2 separate regions of the Macaca mulatta genome follow, and region 2 is linked to region 1. The links are chromatin contacts, called in public Hi-C maps. All regions are on one chromosome and are shown on one strand. Each heading gives the region's core, a stretch centred on a gene start, on an enhancer-like site or on the middle of the called end of the contact. The rest is flanking DNA. Distances are from core to core; before and after follow the strand shown.

Region 1 (5,155 bases), core at 1,920-4,419:
GCACTGCCTGTCCCTGGCAGCTGTGTGCAGCCCCTGCAGGGCAGCACGCGGAACTGTGGCCCAGGTGGCCGGGAGCCACCATGGACACTGTCAGAGTCACCCTCCTACTTGGGGGCCAGCCTGCTGCCCAGGGTCCAAACAGCCTTCTAGAAGATGATGGAGCCGGAACCCCCCAGCAACCACCATCTAGATCTTCAGGCCTCCTGAGGTCGATGCCCAGCGTGTACCTTTCAGAAAACCCCTGGCACGGGGGCAGAGGTGTCACAGTCCAGGCAGCCTCACTCCTGAGAAAAAAAGCTGCCGTTGTCCCTTGACTGCAGAGTGGGCAGCGCCTGGAACAGCCACAACAGCCGCTGGGAGCTGTGGAGGAGGGTGTCTGAGTGGGGGCTGGCCCGCTGAGCAGCGCCTCTCTCCACAGGCTACAGCATGCTGGCCATAGGCATTGGAACCCTGCTGTACGGGCACTGGAGCATAATGAAGTGGAACCGTGAGCGCAGGTAAGGCCCCCGGTGGGCGTTGTCTGAAAGTCGTCCTGGCCAGTTGTCAGGATCCTGTAGCATTCTGCTGTTTCCTGTGCTGGCAAGGGGTGAACTGGCCCCTTGAACTTGGGCGTGCAGTCTCAGGCCCCAAAAAGTGCAGATCCAGCACTTCCATTTCTAGGCTCTGTCCTCCAGATGTCTCCATGCCTGTAATCCCAGCACTTTGGGAGGCCAAGGTTGGAGCATTGCTTGAGCCCAGGAGTTCAAGACCAGCCTGGGGAATAGAGCGAAACCCTGTCCCCCCGCCCCGTCCAAAAAAATGTGTCTAGTGAGGAGGGCTGGGACCCACGGATCCAGGTTAGTGACAGGGTATGAGTGGGGGGCCTGCCTTGGGCCTTCTAAGCAGAATTTTGTCAGAGGTGACCAGGCTCAAACCAGACCACACCAGGCAGTGGCCGCACAGGGCCAGATGAACTAGGGCCAGGCGCCCCCCTCTCCCTGTGTCACAGGCTGGGCGCTGCTTCCCCACACCCCCCTCCACCCGACACAGGCCAGGCAGGGCTGGAAGATGGGGGTCATTGCAGGGAACTTGGAAGCTGCCAGAAAGCAGGGAGAAGAAAGGATTGTGGCCCCGCCTGCCCCAGCCTCACACACTGTGATTATTTCGAGAGACAGGGTACATGGTTTTGTGAGGCCCAGAACCCCGTGATGAAGCCACCCCCTCCTTCATCGCGATCATCAGGCAGAGTTATTTTTAGGATAAAAAAGTTTTTAATTGCAAAGAAAGTAGAAAGCCAGCAGTCTTGTGGGCAGTCACTCGTGCAGCTACCTGCACACGCCCTCCTCTCAGGCTCCTGGTGGGCTCTGCCCACGACCCTCACCCTGCTCGCTGCCTGCCTCCCGCCCCGCCCCCCCCCCAGCTATTCCCCCAGCTCCCCATTCCCTGCCTCTTCCCCCAGCAGCACTCTGACCCCTGAGGCTGGTGCTGCCTATGCTCCCCTGACCCAGCCTGGTCTGACCTGAGTGTGGGTTTCGGGCTTTCACAGGCGCCTACAGATCGAGGACTTCGAGGCCCGCATCGCGCTGATGCCACTGTTCCAGGCAGAAACTGACCGGAGGTAGCACTGCTGGGGCCAAGATCGGGAGGTCACTGGCCTGAAGGCCCCAGGCTGCAGGGCCTGACCTGCATCCCCGAAGGTGGCCAGAATGCCCATGGGGGCCATTGCCATGTGCCGTCAGCTGCATCCTCAGAGAGGCGTGGAGACTTAGTGGAGACCCAAGGGGGTGAACCGGAAGGCTTCCTGGAGGAGGAGGCAGCACTGGGGCTGGGGCAGGAGAAAAGCTAGGAGTTTGCCGGGGGAAAGGGAGACAGGGTCGGAGGGAGGCTTGAAGGGGTGCCACCAGGGGCCCTAGGCAGGGGCCTCTCAGGGCACTGAGGCCCCACCCCCACCATCGGCCCCATCCCCACAGGACCTTGCAGATGCTTCGGGAGAACCTGGAGGAGGAGGCCATCATCATGAAGGACGTGCCCGACTGGAAGGTGGGTCCCCGGCTAGGAGGGCAGGGATGCCAGCCACGGCAGAGACAGGGCCTGGGGTCGGGTAGCTCTCACAGCTTTCTATAGAAACCCCAGGACCAAGGCGGTGGTGGGTGCTGGGTCCCAGGAGGGAAGGCTGTAGCGCCTGGCCATGCATAGGGGCCACTGGTCCTGGGGGATGGGTCCCAGCAGGCTGTATGTGGGTGGCTGTGCCTCTACCCATACCCCACTGTCCCCACAGGTGGGAGAGTCTGTGTTCCACACAACCCGCTGGGTGCCCCCCTTGATCGGGGAGCTGTATGGGCTGCGCACCACGGAGGAGGCTATCCATGCCAACTACGGCTTCATGTGGTATACCTAGGCCCTGTGCCCTCCGGCCACCTGGATCCCTGCCCCTCCCCACTGGGATGGAATAAATGCTCTGCAGACCTGGCCTGCCTGTTTTCCTGGGGACTGGGGGAGAGAAGGAGGAGAGGGCCCAGCTAGGCACCACCAGCTCACATGTAGCATGGGGACGGAACAGATGCGATACAGGGTGGCCTCAAAACACACCTAGGGGCTGCCCCTGGATCCACCACCAGCCTCCTCTCTGCCTCGGATATGCCCGGACTCTCCTGCCTCCCTGTTGAAACCCTGCCTGTCAGCAGCCCGCTCACCCCTCCAGGCTGGGGGCCCCTGGGTCAGCTTTGGGTCAGACCTTCTCCACGGAGGTCTGGGGAATGGGAGGAGCCTTGACCTCCCGGATGCAAGTGATCCTCCCGCTTCAGCCTCCCGCGTCACTGCAATTACAGGCGTGAACCACCATACCCTGTGCGGCCCCGCCAGTTGTAGGCATGGCGAGGGTATTTGGCTGCGGAGGGGCTCCTCGCTCCCTGAGAGGGAAGCTCAGAGACACAGGGATATCTGCAGGGAAACCAAGTTGGGTGAGGCAACCAAGATTGGCCAGGTGACTCTGCTATGGGATCCTGGCAGTTCCGCTCCTGGCACGAAAGGGTTAAGTCCGTCTGAGTCCACCGACCAATGGTGACGCGCAGCGCCTTCGAGGCGCCTCCTGAGTGGCGGGCACGCAGGGTGGGCGGGAGGGAGGAGAATAGCGGGCACCCTCTCCCCCCGGGAGTGTGCTTAAAAGGCGGTGGTGGTGGCGGCAGCGCCCGGTGCCCCGGCTGACCTCGGCCATGAGCAGCGCAGCCGGCCCAGACCCGTCGGAGGCGCCCGAGGAGCGGCGTTTCCTCAGGTCAGCGGGGGAGAGGGACTCTGGAGACGGGCTTGGCTCTCATGGGGCCAGGAGCAGCCAGTAGGACTGGAGGCAGAGGCATAGCTGGGACAGAATGGGGTCCGGGGACTGGAGACGGGCACAGCCAGGATGGAGGTTCAGCGGCAGAGGCATGACCACGGTGGGGAATCGCAGGCAGGGATATGGCAAAGAGGAGCCTGGGAATCCCGGGAATCCGAGACCCGCCTGGTATCTTGCTGGAGACACTGAACTGCGTTGCTGGGGAAACTGCCTCCGGGGGCAACCCCGCCCCTCATGAATGATTCATCAACAGCGCTGGTCACTCCCGCACAGAACCCCAACCGTGACCCAACCCCACTCTCCATCTCTCCCAGGGACCTTGGAGCTGCAGCCCCAACTTCCCGACATGGGAAGAGCTGAGCTGAGCTCAAATGCTACCACCTCCCTTGTCCAGAGGAGGAAACTGAGGCCTGGGGAAGGCAGTCATGGCTAGAGCAGATTTGGAACACACTGGCTGTTTGCCAGAGGTTGGTGAGTTTGGGATCTGAAACTAGCGCCGTAGCTGTGACTCCCACCTCATCCTCCTCAGCCTTTGTGACATGGGACCCCAGGCAAGGCTGTGGACCTCACTGTGAACCAGATGCGTCCAGCAGCTCCTGCCCACTGCCCACCTAGCAGGGCACATGTCCCCTCAGCCAGTGTCCAGACTCAGTCTAGGGAATAGTGTTCTAGGAGCTGGACCCGGGACTTCAACTGGTGTGGGGGGCCTCAAATGCTAAGTGAAGGGAGCGATGGGGCTCTCAGGGGTGGGTAGGAGCGAGAACCTAGTGGAGAACCGGCTGACAAGGCTGGAGACACAGAAGGGCCTCTTAGGCATGGTGAGGAGTTTGGAGCTTGAATGTTCCCAGAGCCCTCGGGAGCCATCAGCAGGTTTGGGATCCTGTGATGCAATCTGGTGTTCAAGTTTTCAAAGCACCCTAGGCTCGTGTTGAGTTTTGGAGGCAGGAGACTGGTGTGTGTGGCCCTGTGGTGGTCTGGTGGGCAGAGGTGTGAGGAGGAGAGAAGCAGGTAGGACTGAGGCAGGGTGAGTGTGGCATGGGCACCCTGGCCTGAGGTTTCACCTCCCAGAGAGCCCCCTCCTGGAAGCATTTGGGGAGTGTCAGGCCCAGTTCCCTTTGGACCCAGGCCACCTCAGGCTTCCTGGGTCTGACAGGGAAATCCTTGGGGCCTTGAAGCTTCTCTCATCTGGAGGCTGAGATTGGGGGGAGCAAAAGGCACCTCTGAACACCCCCAGAATCCCACAACAGCAGAATGGACCTGTCCTGCCTGCCACCCTCCTCCACCAGGCTCCAATTCCCACGAAACTTCCCCCCCCAACCCACAGCTGCTGCTGCGCCCCACCCCCAGGTTCCTAACCTGGACAACCCTCTGCCCACAGAGCCCCCATTATCATTTTAATGACCAGTTAGGCAGGAAGAGAATGTTCCAAGTGGCTTCCAGAGACCAAAGCTTTGGGACAGAAGAAGAGAAATGCATCACCATCCCGCTCTCCACTTCCTCCCCACACCCTCCTGCAGGGGCAGCAGTCAGAGCTGTCACAAGATGGAGGTGGAGGAATGAGCCATGTTCCCAGCCTGCCAGATTCCTCACCCGGAATGCAAACGCACCTTCTCCTATGTGCTTTCCTGGGAGCTGTGCTGGCCTTCCCGGGGAGACTCTTTGTCTGACTTCACCATGAGCTCCTTTTCCCCACCCCGTCCTTCAACTTCATCCTGTGTCAGCTGCAGACAGGCTGAGGTTTGAATTTGGCTCTAGTTACTGGGGTGTCCTGGGTTCACACTGGGTGTGATTTTTCTGCCCTGAGCCTCCATCTCCCCATATGTGTGGACCCCCGGAGTGTCCTCC
Region 2 (4,668 bases), core at 554-3,053, 400 kb after region 1:
TTTCTTTACACAGGTGCTGATGAACTCAGGTGTAATTAACCCTAAGGGGTAAATTATTCACTAACTACAGTCATAGGGTCCAATTTTTATCAACAAGTTTTCAGCTCTTTGATATTGTCTTACATTCAGAAGTCACAAATGAAACATACTGGAATGTGTGATGTGAACAATGTCTTGGAGATTAACATCCAGGTTTTTACATATTACATATAACAGCATGAAAGCTGGTGCCCTACGGAAGCAAAAGAAACTGTCCCTAAGAACATAGAATTTTAGGGACATCAATTATTAAGAGGTTACATGGAAGCAGAAGTGCTCCTAGATGTTTACATTATCTAGATAGAAAAATTCAAGCTGAGCCCCAGTGAGTTAAGGAACATCCCCGACTGCTGTGAGTGATGGGCTTTCCATCAAAAGCACAGATGTGAAACCTGACAGGTTTTTTTTTTTTTTTTTTTTTTTTTTTTTTTTTTTTTTTTTTTTTTTTTTTTGAGATAGAGGCTCTGTCACCCAGGCTGGAGTGCGGTGGTGCGATCTCGCCTCACTGCAAGCTCTGCCTACCTGGTTCAGCCATTCTCCTGCCTCAGCCTCCCGAGTACCTGGGAGGCGCCCACCACCATGCCCGGCTAATTTTTTGTATTTTTGGTAGAGATGGGTTTTCACCGTGTTAGCCAGGATTGTCTCGATCTCCTGACCTCGTGATCCGCCTGCCTCGGCCTCCCAGAGTGCTGGGATTACAGGCGTGAGCCACCACGCCCAGCAACCTGACCAGTTTCAAATGACCCCCCGGCGCCCCACATCACAAAAGTTGCTCCCACAAATCTGGAATGCTGTCTGTTCCTAAGGGATCAGGTCCCACCTGTGTCTCTGAGACACTGACTTGAGATGAGGCCAATTAGTTCAAGCGTAAATGGCCTAAATCATCATCAGCTTCAGGTTGTGTTTTGCAGCTTGTCCACTTAAGAGGGTTGATAAAAAATGGCTCACAAGACACATGCCTGAGAAATGCGGTTTCCTCCTTTGCTCTTAGCAGATCCTGGGCAACCCAGTAATTAACCTTCTTGATTTCTCAACTTTCACATTTGCGAAAAGGACGCCAGTGCCCGTGGCATTTCCCGGAAGACGCAGCCCTTGTGACCCCCTACAAAGTTCTGAATTTCTGCGCAGGTGGGCCATCTGGCAGATTTCTCTCAAAAGCAGCTGAGCTTGGGCTCTGGCTAGAGAAGGCAGAGGGCTGAGGCACAACGGACATTGTCTCAGACATCAGGACAGTTTCCATAGCAGTTTAGGAAAGAAGGCAGCTCCCTGGGCTGGAGACGATGCAATGCTCTGGAAAGAGACTTGGGTGCAGGTGAGAGAGGAAACCCAGCTGCACCGGGCCAATGAGGGGAGGCCGAACCGCCCGATTTGGACAAAGGTAAAGTATACTTCCTAGCCTAATGCCCTCCTCAATGCCCAGCCCAGACCTACTCTTCACGACCCTAGCTGCAGTCACTCTCCCTGGCAAGGGGGCAGCATGGAATTGGTTGCCAGCAATACTTTGGACACCAGTAAGTCCACGGCGCTCTGCCCCTACCTCCAGGACTACGCACCGGCCCGATGCATACTGGGATTGTAGTTCTGAAGCAACCTACCCACTGGCTAAGAACGGTGAAGACACTACAACTCCCAGCATAGGAGGCGCTGCGCGCACCGCCCTGCCGCTTTCTGTGGGCTGCGAACCGCTCCCGAGCCTGGTACAGTCTGGGATTGTAGTCCTGTAGCCTTGTAGCCAAAGGGCTGGGAGTTGCTATGAGACTACATCTCCCAGAAAGCTCAGCGAGGCGCGGCCCGCTCTGTCCCTTCCTCCAGTGAGGCGCGCAGTCCCTGATCCCTGTGCACGCTGGGATTGTAGTCCTGCAGCCCTGCGATCACTGGCCGGCATTGATTAAGAAATTTCAGCTCCCGGCCTCGCTCCTCCATACCTTCAGAGCACTTCCGCCATGAGGAGGAGGAGCCTGGCTGTTCTTTAACCTCTCCTACTTGATGGGAGTGAACGTAGCCAAGGCAGCCTGTCTCACCAAGTAATTGTGATACCGCATCCCCCAGCGTGCTGGCTTCCTGACTTCCAAAATGCCGGAAGTTTGATTTCTCACAGAACTTCAAGGGTCCGGGATCGTTTCCCAGCCTGCTCAGAGTTGCCATGGTTCTCACCCTCTGGGAAGTTGGAACTCTCAGTGACACCATGTGTTCCTTGAAACTAATCTATGTTACCTTTTAGGCTTTTGAGACCATTTGAACTCTGACTTTGTGGCATTTATTACAAAATCTACTAAAATGGGGCAACTGTCTGATTTTACCTCGTTTTCCACACATGCTGGTTAGGCCATCTGTTAATTAGACATGGTTTTCTCCAAAAGGGGATTATCTCTTCCTGATTGCCTCCAAGAGAAGGATGAAATAGTTGGGGACTCTAAGGATCCATTTCCCAAATTTGGGATTCCACACTGATCATTCCTGGGAAAAATGTGACATTCTTTTCCATAACCACAATCTTAGGCCAGCCTGAGTGCCATCCTAGCCCGATGGGACTTATGGAACTCCAACTTAGTTCTGGTTAAGTTTTATGTAAATATGCTTGTCTGTGTTTCACCTGGCTCTACTACATAAAATGTCTAGGAGAAAGTAGGAGGTGACAAGAATACAGGTGAAATTACAGGTGTTGGAATGGGACACACTGATTCTGTGGAGGTAGAGGGAGAACAACAACCTGAAACCCAAGGAATGCACAACTTAAACCTCAGAAGCTGTGGGGAATGGAGGGGCATTAATTACTTTTTGTCTTTCTGAATTACTCCTCATGCAACCCAGAAAAGAGTATGGGAATCCTCTTGGGCCAGGACAGGAGTAGTATTTGTTAGACCAGAAAGTAAGGCAGAGGCTGTGAATTCATCTCCTCCTTTTGACTCCCCACATTACCCTTAAGAATCCTTTGAGACTGTTCTCTCTCTCTGTGATGTAGGTGTGGAATTCTAGGGGGCAGCGTGCACTCTCAATGCCCAGCTGTCTGAGACCACAGTTCCTTCAGGTGATGGATGATATGGTTTGGCTGTGTCCCCACCCACATCTCATCTTGAATTGTAGCTCCCATAACTCCCATGTGTTGTGAGAGGGACCTGGTGGGAGGTAATCGAAGCACAGGGGGGTGCGTCTTTCCCAAGCTGTTCTCGTGATAGTGAATATGTATCACGAGATCTGACGGTTTTACAGAGGGCAGTTCGCCTGCACATGCTCTCTTGCCTGCCACAATGTAAGATGTGACTTTGCCTCTCCTTGCCTTCCTCCATGATGTTGAACCGACTGCGGAACTCCAGCCATGTGGAACTGTGAGTCAATTAAACTTCCTTTCTTTGTAAATTACCCAGTCTTGGGTATCTCTTTATTAGTAGCATGAGAACAGACTAGTACTATGGAGAACCATTGTTTTTTTCAGAGGAGACTCAGTCCCACATGGGTAAGCTGAAGCTGGAAGCTAGGCAGCATTGATTACATTTTCTCCTTTTTCTGTAAACTGGGGCTCCTCCTTCCATTTTCCTACCACTTAGACATGAAGCTGTATTAGTCGATATGTGTGTGAAGTAGAGACACAGGTAAAGGAATCTTAGACAGCCCCTAGCATAGCTTGACTCTTGCCTATTGTCTTCCCACTTTATGAAATCTATTATGTTGGCACAGAGAGATACCTTAAGATGGGGTCTCTCAGGAGCAATTAGAGCAGCGTACTTCTAGAGAAGCTGATAGGACCGGGCAGGTGTGCCAGTAAGGATCAAAGCTTTTGTCCACATTTTTGAGTCGGTCTGTGTGTGGCAGATGACTTTGGGAAAAATCCCAGATCCCTGGAAGGAACCATTAAGAGAGGATTCATGTAGATCAGAACACTTGCGCGCGTGTTCATCAGTGTTTAAGTCGGATTCTCAGGGTTAAGTCTGTGGTAGGGCTGCAGGGCAATGCTTCCCTGTGAAAGATTCTGATCAGGTGTAAAATATGTGGCTCTGGCACAGGGAGGCATCTTTATCTGACAGAACATCATACTTCTGTGGATGTGAGATTCTTTGCCCTTCCTTAGCCGGGTACCACTGACTGTTTGAGAATCATGCATACATAGGCCTTTTTGTTTTGAATTTCTTAAATATTGGAACAGGAAAAAACATTTTTATCCATTTTCAAATTGAATAATAGCATGAGCAACTTCAGGGAAAATGTCACAGGAGGAAACTCTGGGGCCTTGCGTATCCCCAGAAATCTCCAAAATCCTGATACAACCTGTAGAATTCACCTTATCAACACTGATTTATTTGTTCATACAGATTTATCTTTTTTTTTTGAGACGGAGTCTTGCTCTGTCGCCCGGGCTGGAGTGCAGTGACCGGATCTCAGCTCACTGCAAGCTCCGCCTCCCGGATTTACGTCGTTCTCCTGCCTCAACCTCCTGAGTAGCTGGGACTACAGGCGCCCGCCACCTCACCCAGCTAGTTTTTTGTACTTTTTAGTAGAGACGGGGTTTCACCGTGTTCGCCAGGATGGTCTCGATCTCCTGACCTCGTGATCCGCCCATCTTGGCCTTCCAAAGTGCTGGGATTACAGGCTTGAGCCACCGCGCCCGGCCTAGATTTATCTTTCATTGGACCT

What was found. Hi-C and Micro-C count contacts between places; a contact is called where the count stands out from the background.
Region 2: a Hi-C map of blood shows a contact between it and region 1, with 7 times the contacts expected there. The contact joins the enhancer-like site here to the promoter of YJEFN3 in region 1. A contact is called at or near these places in 5 of 14 Hi-C or Micro-C datasets (CD4 T cells, blood, cortical neurons and 2 more).

The regions. Positions count from the first base shown.
Region 1 is chr19:20,123,224-20,128,378 of T2T-MMU8v2.0, forward strand. It overlaps YJEFN3 (YjeF N-terminal domain containing 3), which reads left to right and starts at 3,170. Exons shown (of 6, transcript XM_028840088.2): 1 at 3,170-3,250. The coding sequence starts at 3,192. It overlaps NDUFA13 (NADH:ubiquinone oxidoreductase subunit A13), which reads left to right. Exons shown (of 6, transcript XM_002801470.4): 3 at 419-497; 4 at 1,526-1,597; 5 at 1,950-2,019; 6 at 2,258-2,449. The coding sequence ends at 2,377.
Region 2 is chr19:20,529,443-20,534,110 of T2T-MMU8v2.0, forward strand. No RefSeq gene overlaps it. Among named protein-coding and RNA genes, the nearest start is that of ZNF253, 68 kb to the left of the region's middle. Within about 2 kb of position 1,804, at least 34 of the 40 cell types and tissues checked have an H3K27ac peak or open chromatin away from gene starts, as enhancers often do. A contact at or near this core is called in blood, cortical neurons, fetal cortex germinal zone and 1 more, where this site is marked.